3 separate regions of the Mus musculus genome follow, and all the other regions are linked to region 3. The links are chromatin contacts, called in public Hi-C maps. All regions are on one chromosome and are shown on one strand. The core of a region is the stretch at or near the end of the contact, and the rest is flanking DNA. Distances in the headings are between cores, read along the strand shown. Region 1 overlaps Nfasc (neurofascin). Region 2 overlaps Nfasc (neurofascin). Region 3 holds the start of Nfasc (neurofascin).

The links. A called contact is a pair of places that touch in the nucleus more often than the background predicts.
Region 1: a contact with region 3 is called in a Hi-C map of cerebral cortex, with 2.8 times the contacts expected there. The contact joins the enhancer-like site here to the promoter of Nfasc in region 3. A contact is called at or near these places in 4 of 39 promoter capture datasets (embryonic stem cells, hippocampal neurons, second pharyngeal arch cranial neural crest and 1 more), 5 of 484 Hi-C or Micro-C datasets (brain, cerebral cortex, frontal cortex and 1 more), 9 of 115 datasets of contacts at active chromatin or transcription factors (a beta-TC-6 cell line, embryonic forebrain, embryonic hindbrain and 5 more) and 1 of 9 other capture datasets (adipose tissue).
Region 2: a Hi-C map of rod photoreceptor shows a contact between it and region 3, with 1.6 times the contacts expected there. The contact joins the enhancer-like site here to the promoter of Nfasc in region 3. A contact is called at or near these places in 2 of 39 promoter capture datasets (embryonic stem cells and hippocampal neurons), 7 of 484 Hi-C or Micro-C datasets (the N1E-115 cell line, cerebral cortex, cortical glia and 4 more), 6 of 115 datasets of contacts at active chromatin or transcription factors (embryonic forebrain, embryonic hindbrain, embryonic stem cells and 2 more) and 2 of 9 other capture datasets (adipose tissue and liver).

The regions. Positions count from the first base shown.
Region 1 is chr1:132,676,840-132,680,533 of GRCm38.p6, forward strand. The region is part of intron 1 of Nfasc (neurofascin); the gene reads right to left. Gm46157 (a long non-coding RNA gene) reads left to right here. Exons shown (of 3, transcript XR_001779421.2): 3 at 109-3,694. Among named protein-coding and RNA genes, the nearest start is that of Gm46157, 10 kb to the left of the region's middle. Within about 2 kb of position 2,327, at least 9 of the 459 cell types and tissues checked have an H3K27ac peak or open chromatin away from gene starts, as enhancers often do. A contact at or near this core is called in cerebral cortex, where this site is marked.
Region 2 is chr1:132,701,518-132,704,973 of GRCm38.p6, forward strand. The region is part of intron 1 of Nfasc (neurofascin); the gene reads right to left. Among named protein-coding and RNA genes, the nearest start is that of Gm10538, 26 kb to the right of the region's middle. Within about 2 kb of position 2,139, at least 17 of the 459 cell types and tissues checked have an H3K27ac peak or open chromatin away from gene starts, as enhancers often do. A contact at or near this core is called in cerebral cortex and rod photoreceptor, where this site is marked.
Region 3 is chr1:132,740,485-132,744,314 of GRCm38.p6, forward strand. Nfasc (neurofascin) reads right to left here and starts at 1,313. Exons shown (of 30, transcript NM_182716.4): 1 at 1,187-1,313.

The sequences.
Region 1 (3,694 bases), core at 1,077-3,576, 63 kb before region 3:
TCTTCCGGCCAGCTGTGCTCTGATTTTATTGTCTTCATACTTTGGGAACTTTGACCCCCAACTTTGCTCCCATTTCACCTATATTTCTGTTTTCTGTTTCTCCACTAGTCGGGAAGTCTCCTGGAGCAGTCTGGACATCATGGACATTGATACTGCTCCTCCTGCATCCTACTCAGAGTTGTCTAAAGGCCAGGGCAATGCCTCTGCCATCAGACTGGAAGTTCCCACGATCAAGGACAACTTCAGAATCACCTAAGCTATATCCTGTCTGATCTTTTAGCTCCCCGTGCCACCAAGGACATGTGTACTTTCATCCCTCTCTGCAGAGACCACAATGGCCAATTTGACCACGAGGGAGCTGGTAAGCGCACCAGATTGATCCAAAGAGGGGCCTTGGGCCCAAGTCTGAGCAGATGCTGATGCTTAGGTCTCACGCGATTGCACTGAGATGCAGAGGGGAGAGGCTGCACTGGGTCTCTCCTCCCTCGCTGCATCCCTGCCATGGGTGCTGTGGCAAGATAGACAGAAGGGAAGGACACAAGGACGGGCCCAGGGAACAGCGCAGAAGCAGAGGTTCCAATAAGCCACACAGTGCTTTGCTCTCACAGTGTATTGGTTCAGGCAGCTGACAGAGCAACAACCCGGTTCTTCTTGGGAAGAAGTTTGCACTTGTGAATGGCAAGCACTATTCTATAATACCACAAACAGAACTTATGACTCTTCTTGGTTTGTGGGGCTTATTCTTTTATTCCAGTCTTAATCACCTTATGTTATTTAAGGTATCTTATTATAAAATTAATCAAATACTAAGCAATAGAGATGCCCCCCCCAAAAATGGAGAGCTGGAGAGCTGGCTCATTGGTAAAAGCACTGGCTGCCCTTTTCAGGGGTCCCGGGGTTCATTCTCAGCGCCCATGCGCCAGCTTACAACACTCTGTAAGTCCAAGTTCAGGGGTCCCACACCCTCTCCTGGTCTCTCAGAACACTGGGCAAACGTGGTACACAGTCATACAGGTGAAATACACACACATAAAAATTAATAAAAATGATTTAATGTTTACATTTTTGTCTCCTTATCACCTTAGTGTAGTGATTCTGAAAATGGGCTTTGGGTTTACAGATCAAGGTACGAATTCCTGCTCATATCCACTGATCTGTGAATCAGCTATGTGACTTTGGATAAAGTATTCAACCTATTTATTTGTGTGTTGGTTTCCTGGTGGATAAATTAGGGCAGGATTCCTTTTCAGAGCAACTTGAATCTAAATTCTTTGGCTCACACAGCCTTTCCCAGCTGGCTCTGCCTCTGCTGTCACCACATTGACCTCTGCGGTCCCAGCCAGCACACAACCTACTTGTGTCTCTACCTTTCCCCTGGCACCATCCCTGCAGGCCCTCCAAGCGGGAAGGCACCTCCCTCGTGGGAGTCTTTCCTTTCATCTTCTCACCTAGGCCGGTCTTCCCAGCAGCGCCCCCCAGAGGTCAGTGTGCCTACAAATGGATCAGCCTCCTGTAACATTGTCAAAATGAGCAGGCACCAATTCTTGCAGGCCATGGTCCCACCTTAGCTATTTCCAACAAGTTCCAGGTGATTCCTGGGGAGAGAACCCCTGGAAGCAGAAAGGCTCCTTAGACACCCACAATTGCTCCATTAGTAGCATTTGTATTTCCTGACTGACTCAGGCCCTGGGTAGCCCTTTTCCCTGCTCAGCCTTCACTGCCTGTGTGAGAAATTTTCCAAAAAGGTCTGATGACTCAATGGAGCAACAGTCAATACAGGCAGCCTAGAGTTTCTGGTTGGAGACAAAGAGAATCAATCATAATAATGTATGCTGCATACAGCTCTGAAAGCAAGGGCCACATCTTCCATTTTCTACTCCGAATCATTCCTAGAATGTCTTGGGCCTATAACTAAGTTCTAGGAAATGTTTTTGTTGAGTGGATGACTGAAAGAGCAAACCCGTAAGAGGCTCTGGCCCATGGTCCTTTAGGAGCAGGCAACATACACAAAAGGGCACAGTTAACATACCACTGTCTTTTCCTACAGCCCAAACCTGGCCTTTACCAGGGGTGAAGAACACAGAACTTAAAATGTGAGTCCCAGTGTCCTAAGAGTTACCAAGCATTCCTCGGAGCAAACAGGCAACAGACCCAGGAAGGAGGGTTATTGTTTTAAAAATTATTTCCGTAGTCCTCAAAGAACTAGAACAAAGCGGGATTGTCCTGGCTGCCTCCCCTGCAAGAATTCACATTCTAGACTCGTCTAAATGCCAGTTCAAATGCTGCTCAGAACACGATTATTAAACAAACAGGCAGCCGCCGCCGCACTGAGGGCGGGGGCTGATCCCCCGCCGTTCCCCTCACTCCTCCCCACCATTCTGCAACAGCTTTGGGTAGTGACACTTAGATCTCTGTGCCTCCAGTGTTTCTATTACTTCAGCCCCATGTCCCCTCCTCTTTTTTGTTCCCTTTGACCTACTACTCCTCGCTGCCTCTCCCAGGATAGCCAGTGGGTGAGCTCTGTGTGCAGTGCAGGGCTTCTGAACAAACTCATCTGAAGGAAGCTGGTCGTTGGGAAGTCTTCCGGGACATCTAACCCACTTGCAGAGTCCACTCCCTTCATTCTCAACCTCCAGCAGACTGGGAAGAAAGCAAAAGCCTATTGAGAGCAGCTGAGTGGGATGCAGGCTGGGAAGATCCGTGCTCAAACTCAAACTCAAACTCAGGGTCTTCAGTATTTCAGAGTGAAAAATTGTAGGTCTACAGAGTGAGTTCCAGGACAGCCAGGGCTACACAGAGAAACCCTGGCTCAGGAAAAAAAAAAAAAAAAAAAAAAAAAGCAATGTGGTATTGAAGTAAGCCCCGGGCTACACTGTCAGAGGAATTACATGTAAAGGCCACGTGACTTGTTCAGCTGTTCTGGCTAAGAGGCAACACACTTCTATACTGTTATCCAGATGAAGGACTCTGGGTAGGCACCCTACCACTGAGCTGCACCTTCAACCCCTTTAGCGTTTTAAATTTTGAGATGGCTTGTTAGTAAGTCACCAGATTTGCCTTAAACTCTCTTAGCCTAGTTAGGCTTTGAACTTGTGATCCCCCAGCCTCAGTCTACTGACTAGCTGGGATTCAGTCCTGGGTCACCAGTTTAGAGATGACATTTTAGAGGCTGTTTTTGGAGGCTGATACACCTTTCATTGCCTTCTTTCCATTCAGTCTGTCCACACTGAGTGTCATCACTGAATAAACAAGGCAGCAAGAATGAATGTGCACCCTCTAAGTAGCTCCCAAAGAGCAGAGGTGAATGATACAAAGGACCAGCCATGTCCAATGCCAGATCCCAGATGACTGACAAACAAAGGAACCGCTCTATTCCCATTCAGAGGGGGTAGAGACTGGTTGAGGTTTCCAGGCAATTCGAGCCATTGGGCATGTTGGCCAGTTGAGGTCCCAAATGCTTGGAGAAGGAGCAGGAATGGGGTAGGCCAGGAGGGAGAGGAATAGAGCACGTGACTGGGTTGTGGTTTGAGCAACGGCTCAGCAGGTCTAAGGCAAGAGGGACATCAGTTTGAGGGGAGAAGAACGTTTGCATGGTTGAGAGGTGGGAGAGCTGGAGAGAGTGTGGGAAGATTTTGAATGCCAGGCTGGAGCTTTCTCTTTTATCAATTGTGTGAACAACATGTGAGACATTCTT
Region 2 (3,456 bases), core at 889-3,388, 38 kb before region 3:
ACCTTGCAATGTCATTCATGAAAGGAAATCACTAAAGAAAAATGGGCCTAGCAGTTCATGTACATTTTTACTTACTTTTAGAACTATTCTAATTTCAAACTTTGATGTTTAAACCGTGTTGTAAGTTATATCCTTTAAATATTAATGTAACTTTGGAGGCCATGGAATCACACACACACACACACACACACACACACACACACACACACACACACACCACATACACCATGAAAACACCCAAGAGCCCTCTCTCAAGAAGCCCACACCCATGTCCCTGACTGTGCATTGACCTTTTCTTACTGGAATCTCTGTCTAATTACTCAATAAGCTCACCTTGCTGTACTCACTTATCCTGGAATTGTGTACAGATGCTTTTTTTTTTAACCTGGAGGGTAAAGTCTCTCCCTAAAGGCAAGAAGAAGTAACACAAAGAATCCAACTTATATATTGGACACTGAGTCCATTTATCCAAAAGCCAAATCTTCAGTGGCACATGGCCATCAGAGGTCACCTAGGACCAGGGGCTGTGGGAAGGAGGACAGACTGCACATGGGATGATGGAACTAGAGACTCCATCTTCCATGGGAGAGAGGGCACTTGAAATGTGTGTGTATGTGTTGCACATTCTTGTCAAAACTAACCTACTGTGCCCTTAAGAAATGCACATTTTCCTGAGTGTATATTATACCTGACTATGTTGATGTGAAGTCAAGAGAAGGGTATATATAGCTCAGAGGTAGAATTAACATTTAGCATCTGTGACGCTCCAACACTACAAGCACAGCCAACTACAGAGAACAAAATTGCAACTGGCCTGTGATTAGTGAAGCCTCGGAGCAGTCACTGCTGGCTTCCCCATGGAAGACACAGCAGGGGAGCTGAAGGCTGTGTAGAGCGTTGAGCTAGCACTCAGAACCTGCTGGAGGCCAAGGCTGACAGTCACTCGGGATTGCACAAGTCTCTGGCCCTGTGGCCTCTTGGATGATCTGCAAGCATTTGGCTGAATGCTCCCTCCCAGCCTGTTTTTGGCGCACACCTTTGATCCCAGCACTCGGGAGGCAGAGGCAGGCGGATTTCTGAGTTCGAGGCCAGCCTGGTCTACAAAGTGAGTTCCAAGACAGCCAGAGCTATACAGAGAAACCCTGTCTCGAAAAAAAAGAAAAAAGAAAAGAAACATCTGAGGTGGGTGGATAGGGCAACACCCTCTCAGAAGCAAAGGGGGAGAGGATGGAGTGAAGAACTCAGGGTGGGGGGACTGGGGAGGGGGGCAACATTTAGAATGTAAATAAATAAAAGCATTTAATAAAATGAATAAATAAATAAGAAGCTCCTGAATTGCCAATACTGTATTGCTCAGCCACGTCCAGATTGCCTTCTCTGTTCTTTCCCCTCCCCCAGTCATCTTGTGGTTTCTGAGAGCCTAGACGCCTTTCCTCTCTATCCTGGTCTAACCTGAAGACTTCAAGGGACCCTGAAAAGCTACACCCTTCCCTCCAACCCTTCTCTTCAGGCTATTCTGGGTGTGGGGTGGGGAGAGGTGGGTAGTCTGGAGACAGGACCATGCCAAGCTTGAGTTTGCTCACTCAGAAAACCAGCTCCTATATAACAGGAGCTTTGGTGTGCTGCTATCAGTCCTCTGTAACCACGCACCTTCTAGAGGCCCAGTGGCTCTAAGGTAAACACAAAGACCCATGTGTAAGCCTTCGCTCTGCCACCTGGCCCCTGTGTGGCTGTCAACAAGTCACTTACTCGGCCTGACTCCCCATCTATAAAATAAGGCTTGTGGTCTCTACCTCACCAGGCTACCGGACTCCTTGAGAATACAGGTGGAAAGAATATAGCAATGGAAGTTTCCTTTACCAGAGTGAGGGACACCGTGCTCACACTGGAAATATACCAGGTCAGCATGTTCATGTCAACATGAAGATGTGGGTCCTCAAAAAAAAAGTTAAAGTTGAGAGAGAAGCTCCCTTTAGAAATGCAAAACATGCTTGAGTCTCTGGGAAGTATACACAGAGGTGAGGTTCAAACCCGGTGGGAGGCTGCGGAAGACAGGGAGGGAAGAGGGTACAGGCTGAGGAGGGCAGGAGGCGGAGCAGGTGTAATCAGGACAGGAGCCAGGGGGTGGAGAGCGGGGTGGAGGATCCAGGATGACTGCTGCAGATGCAAGAACTGGAGGCAGGGCCCCAGGGAGCCCGCTGTAGCACAAAGAGGGTGTGGAATAAAGCCAGGTCCCCAGGCAGTGGGGATATTGCTGAGCTGTGAGAAAGACACAGGAAGTAAGAAACTGGCACCAAAGGCAAGAGAGCTCTCACCTCCAGAGACCCCAAACAAGACCAAAGACAGTCTGGCTAGAAGTAGCTAGCAGTGAGTATGTGGCCCAGCGCTGGCTCCTAGAACTACAGGATGCAGCAGGAACCGGGGGCGGGGGGCGGGGAGGGGGCGGCGGCGCGGAGTTAGTAACCTGAATCAGACTTAGCTGGGCTCATCTACATGGGGCTGGTACTGTAGTACAAAATGGCTTGGGGCTGGGAAAAATCACACAGTGACCACACGCACACGGACGGGGGGGGGGGGTCTCCTCCCTCCTCCTGTGTTCCTGGTTTCCAGCATATCAGTTCCGGCCAAGTCTGAGGCAGGCATTATTAATAGCACACCTGACAGGTGAAGAGACGTAAGGTGGAACTGAATAGGAAGCAGGCAGGAACTGACCACGATGCTTCCTGACTCCCAGGATGCTGGCTGTCCTTCCCCTCACAGCTCCTCAGAAGGAAGGCATTCTCCTCAGAGTGGCTGCCTTACCACAGACTGTATGGCAGAGAAGAGGGAGGTGCCCCAGACACACCCGGACTTCTCACAAGTCTCTCTGCAGGTCTTTCCTCTGGCACATGCATAGGATTATGGATCCTCCTTGCAGAAGCAAAGCACAGCCTGGACTTTGCAGTAGGAATCTTGAGACCGGAGTGGGACAGATGCCTCAGGCTTCTTTCTAGGTAATACACTCACCCTACTGAAGGGTGTAAAGAAAGCTCCATCAAGCCCAGCTCCTTGGGGATGTTTCTTCCTCTCTGGGGAATTCTCAAGCAACCTTGGCCTCTCCCTAGAATCCACCATCCCAGCATGGTTCTTAGAGTGGCCTATGCTTGCCGATCCACAGTCTAGCATCTCATCTATGGAAATGGCGGCTGCTCTAACGTACAGAAGACAACTGCCGCAGTCCTCAGAAGGAAGAGTGCTGGGTGGACATCAGTCCAAGGTCCAGCCTCCAGGACTCTACTTAAGAAGCAGGGCTCTCCAAGTTCTCTAAGGAAAAACACTCACATGGTCCCTCACTGGCATGAGGTATTTCTTTTGAGTCAGACCATATTCTTTATCAGAATAATCCTCTCAGTCATCAACCCCTGAGGACTCAGGATAAGCACTTCGAGAACATATGTTCTTGGGCCCTGCTACCGG
Region 3 (3,830 bases), core at 63-2,562:
CAGCCAGTAAGCCAAGGGAGGAATGAAAAGTAGACCCTGGCTCAGTGAGTGAGGTGGGCTGTTGTGGGACCACAGCCTCCGTGATTCAGCACTCTGACCACTCCCAGCCATGTCGTGGGTCACACTCAGGACCATTCCTGATGCCAGAATGCTGGCTTGGAAGCTGAGGAAAAGTCTTTGCTAAGACCCCAACTCTTAGGCCCTCCAGCAAGGTTTCTCTGCCAGGCTTTTGCAGCCCAGGACTCAGGACAAGTCTCAGGAGCTTGAGGGCCATTCCCTTAGACCTGCCTCTTCTCCCAGCCTCAAGCCCTTTCTGATCCCATCTAGGAAGCAAACCTGAATAGTTCCAGGAGAGGAGAGGACCACACAGAGGCCTACAAACCCAAGTATCTCTCTTCCAAAGCTATGAACAGGCTCAAACATGCAGCAAAGGGCTTTAGAGAGGTTGAATTCACAGCAGTGAACACCTGGCCCACTGAGCCCTAGGCCTCTGTGGCAGAGTAGGACGATACAAGGGTGGGTAGACTGAGTCCAAGCCCAGTCAGCACCGGACCTACATCACCACGAAGGGCAGGCAGAGAAGGTGATGGGTAGTAGGCCGGCTAGGAACCAAGGAGAGTAGGGGAGATGTTCCAGAGGGAGTGTGCAGGATGAGGAAACAAGGAAGCCACTGTGAAGGGGTTGGGACTGGGTGTGAAGATGGGGACCGGGGAGGATAAACTGGAAGGGAGCAACCGAAGGCCAGCACTACACAGGGCCGCGGGAGGGAGGGCAAGCAGAGGGGCCACGGGTGAGGCAGGAAAACATAAGTGGAATGGGGAACTGAAAAGTGAGGTGTACAGAGAGAAAACACAGGGGCTGGCTGGTCTCCAATGGTGAGGCTGAGACAGCGAGGAAAGAGAGAGAGAGCGAGGGAGAGGGATGGAATATGGGATGTTGCCAGCCGAGTCCGAAAGGGTATTAGGGTGGAGAGGGCTGAAAGCTGGAGGGAGACACTGCCAGAATCTGGTGGGTTCCGGGCAGGTGGCAGTGTAGAGAAAAAAAAGCACAGGGATGTGGATGGAGGGGGATGGGACAGGTCGGGGGATGCAGATGGACTGAGGAGAGCGGAATCAAAGGGGGTGCCGCTGGTTGGGCTTCCGAGACCGGGTTCTGTTACCCTACCGGGTACCCGCGCTCACCTTACCTCGAGGAGCTCGGGCTCCAGCCCCGGGCGCAGTCCCAGATGTCCGCTCCCGGCGCCGCCACTTCCCTCGCGTCCCCTGCAGCACCTCTCGCTGCCAGCCGCCGCATTAGGGCAGAGACTAGCCCGTGCGCGCCCCCGGGCGGCCAGCGCGTCCCCGGCGGCCTGCGTGCGCGCCCCCGAACCCCTCCCTGCGTACGAGAAGCTGGGACCAGGACCCAGCAGCTCCGACGGATGCTCAGGTGCCACAGTCCGCCCCACGCGCTAAGGATCAAGTTGCAGAACCAGAGTCTGGGAACCCTGTTTTCTCCCTTGATCTTGGATACTCCTTCAGAAGAGTGGCACTCCGTGTTGTCGTAGGACCTGGAGCCAGAACTGTTGCGGTCTGTCCTGCAAATAACCCCTTTATGAGTTCTTAGGGGCAGGAATTTGTCCACAGCTTTGGAGAGCATAGCTCCCTCCAAAAACTTCCACTGAGTTGTTCATCCGAAGCTGACAAGGGGCAAAAAACAAACAAACAAACAAACAAAAGAAAAAGCATGAGGACATTACAGGTGGGTCTTGTTTTAAAACTGTAAGAATTGTTCTGCCCGGGGGAGACTCGGGGCACTGTCCCAGACTTGAGTTAGAGTGGAAAAACCTTGAACTTGGAGACCACATATCCAAATGTTAGCCCTGCCTCGGTGACTGAGCAGGTCTGAGCATGCAAAGTGGGCTGCGTCTTAGCTGAGATCCCGCCCCCTTGGTAGACCTCAGCTAATGTGCACAGGTGGAGACCTGTACCCCCTCCCACCTTGAATGAGCCCTTAGAAGCTTCTAATTCAGCTCCCTGCCTAAAACTACAGCCCCGTAGGCACCACCACTCTGAGACTCACTCTGAGACTCCTTCTGTGATCACACCCAGGTATCACCTCTACTTAGACCTGAACCCACCTGCCAGTCTCAGCATCCCCCCCAACCCACCTCTGCCTGTGGGCTCAGGAAAAGAGACGCTGCAGATCACCCCCCTGCCCCACACATAGCCTGTGCTCAGTAAAGGCTCATCCACTCACTGACAAAATGGCCTCTCTTCAGCTAGGGGCTTCCAACCCAACAGCTGCAGATGGGAGGCAAAGAGGAGGCAGGGAGGGAGGCCAGTTTTGAAAGCCTTGAAGCAAGATTGTCAGAATCCTGGGCGATTTTTTTCAAGGTTACTACATATACAAAGCAGCAAGTCACTTAAAACCAATACTTCAGCATCACCCTGGTATTAGTCCTGAGAATGAGACTTCACCCTACCAGAACCAGATGACACTAAGGAGCCAGTCAACCCAACCAGAGGGATAGGGTCCCTGGACCCTGGTAGGTCCCAAACACCTGACAGACTCTTAGAAGACTTGGGGAAGGCACTTGAAAGCACTCAGGTCTGTGTGGAGGGCAGAGTTCCCTCACCCCCCTTTACTAAAAGCATCCAGTGGTGGCCTGGTCCCTGGAATAAAGAATTCTCCTATCCTAAGAGGCCAGCTCCCTGCATCCTGTTGTGTGGATCCCTAGAGCAGCAAGAGGCAGCTATTTTCTGGTGATGCGTGGTGACTATTGTGTCCACTCTAGAGGCACCTGCTGAGCTCCACATGTCATCCTCACTGTATCAGACCTGAAAAAGTAAACAATTGCTTACACTTTTATTGTTTTTGTAAAGATTCATTGATTTTATTTTATGTGTACGGGTATTTTAACTGCCTGTGCTGTGCACCAGGTGAATGCAGTACCCAAGGAAACCAAAACAGTGTCTCTCTCTTGCTAAACAAGCAATCCTCTTCCACAGTCTTCCAAGGAGGAATAGGGACACAGGTGGATTTGTCCGTAATTGATGGAGAATTAACTTGGGAGAGCGATTTGGCAGGATCACTGAGACTCTAAATGTCCCTGCCACCGGTTCCATTCTTAAGAATGTGATTGAAGAGATGGCTCAGAAGTTAAAAGTACTTCCTGCTCTTGCAGAGGACCAGAGTTCAGCTCCCAGCACCTCTGTCGGGAGTCTCACAATCAACCCCAAGGCATCTGACACCTCTGGCATCTGTGGGTACTTGTGAGTGCGCGCACACACACACACACACACACACACAAACACACACACACACACATTGCACTCACATACACACAAACACACACAAAAATACACATATACACACAAATGTACACACAACACACTCAAACACACACATATATACTCATACACACACAAACACACACGTGCACACAGTCATACCACACAGAAACACACACACACACAAACATGTACACATACACACACATATACATACTCACATACACATACTCATACCACACACACACTCACATCACATACACACACACACATACATACACTCACACACATACATACACATAATTTAAAACAATATAAATAAATGTTTAGAAAGAGAATCCGGCCTACAGAAACATGGGCACGAGCTATGGAGGGTTTGTAGATGCTGACACACTGAGCATAGCCACACTCAGTGTGTCAGCATCTACAAGTGGTGTTTAACACTGATAACACATGCAGAGGGAGGGGATCCCACAACACTGATCTTGTCAAAAGAACACCCAGTTATAGCATGCAGTGTGTTTTCTCTTGCTAATGGAAAATAAAAGCAAACTGGGACAA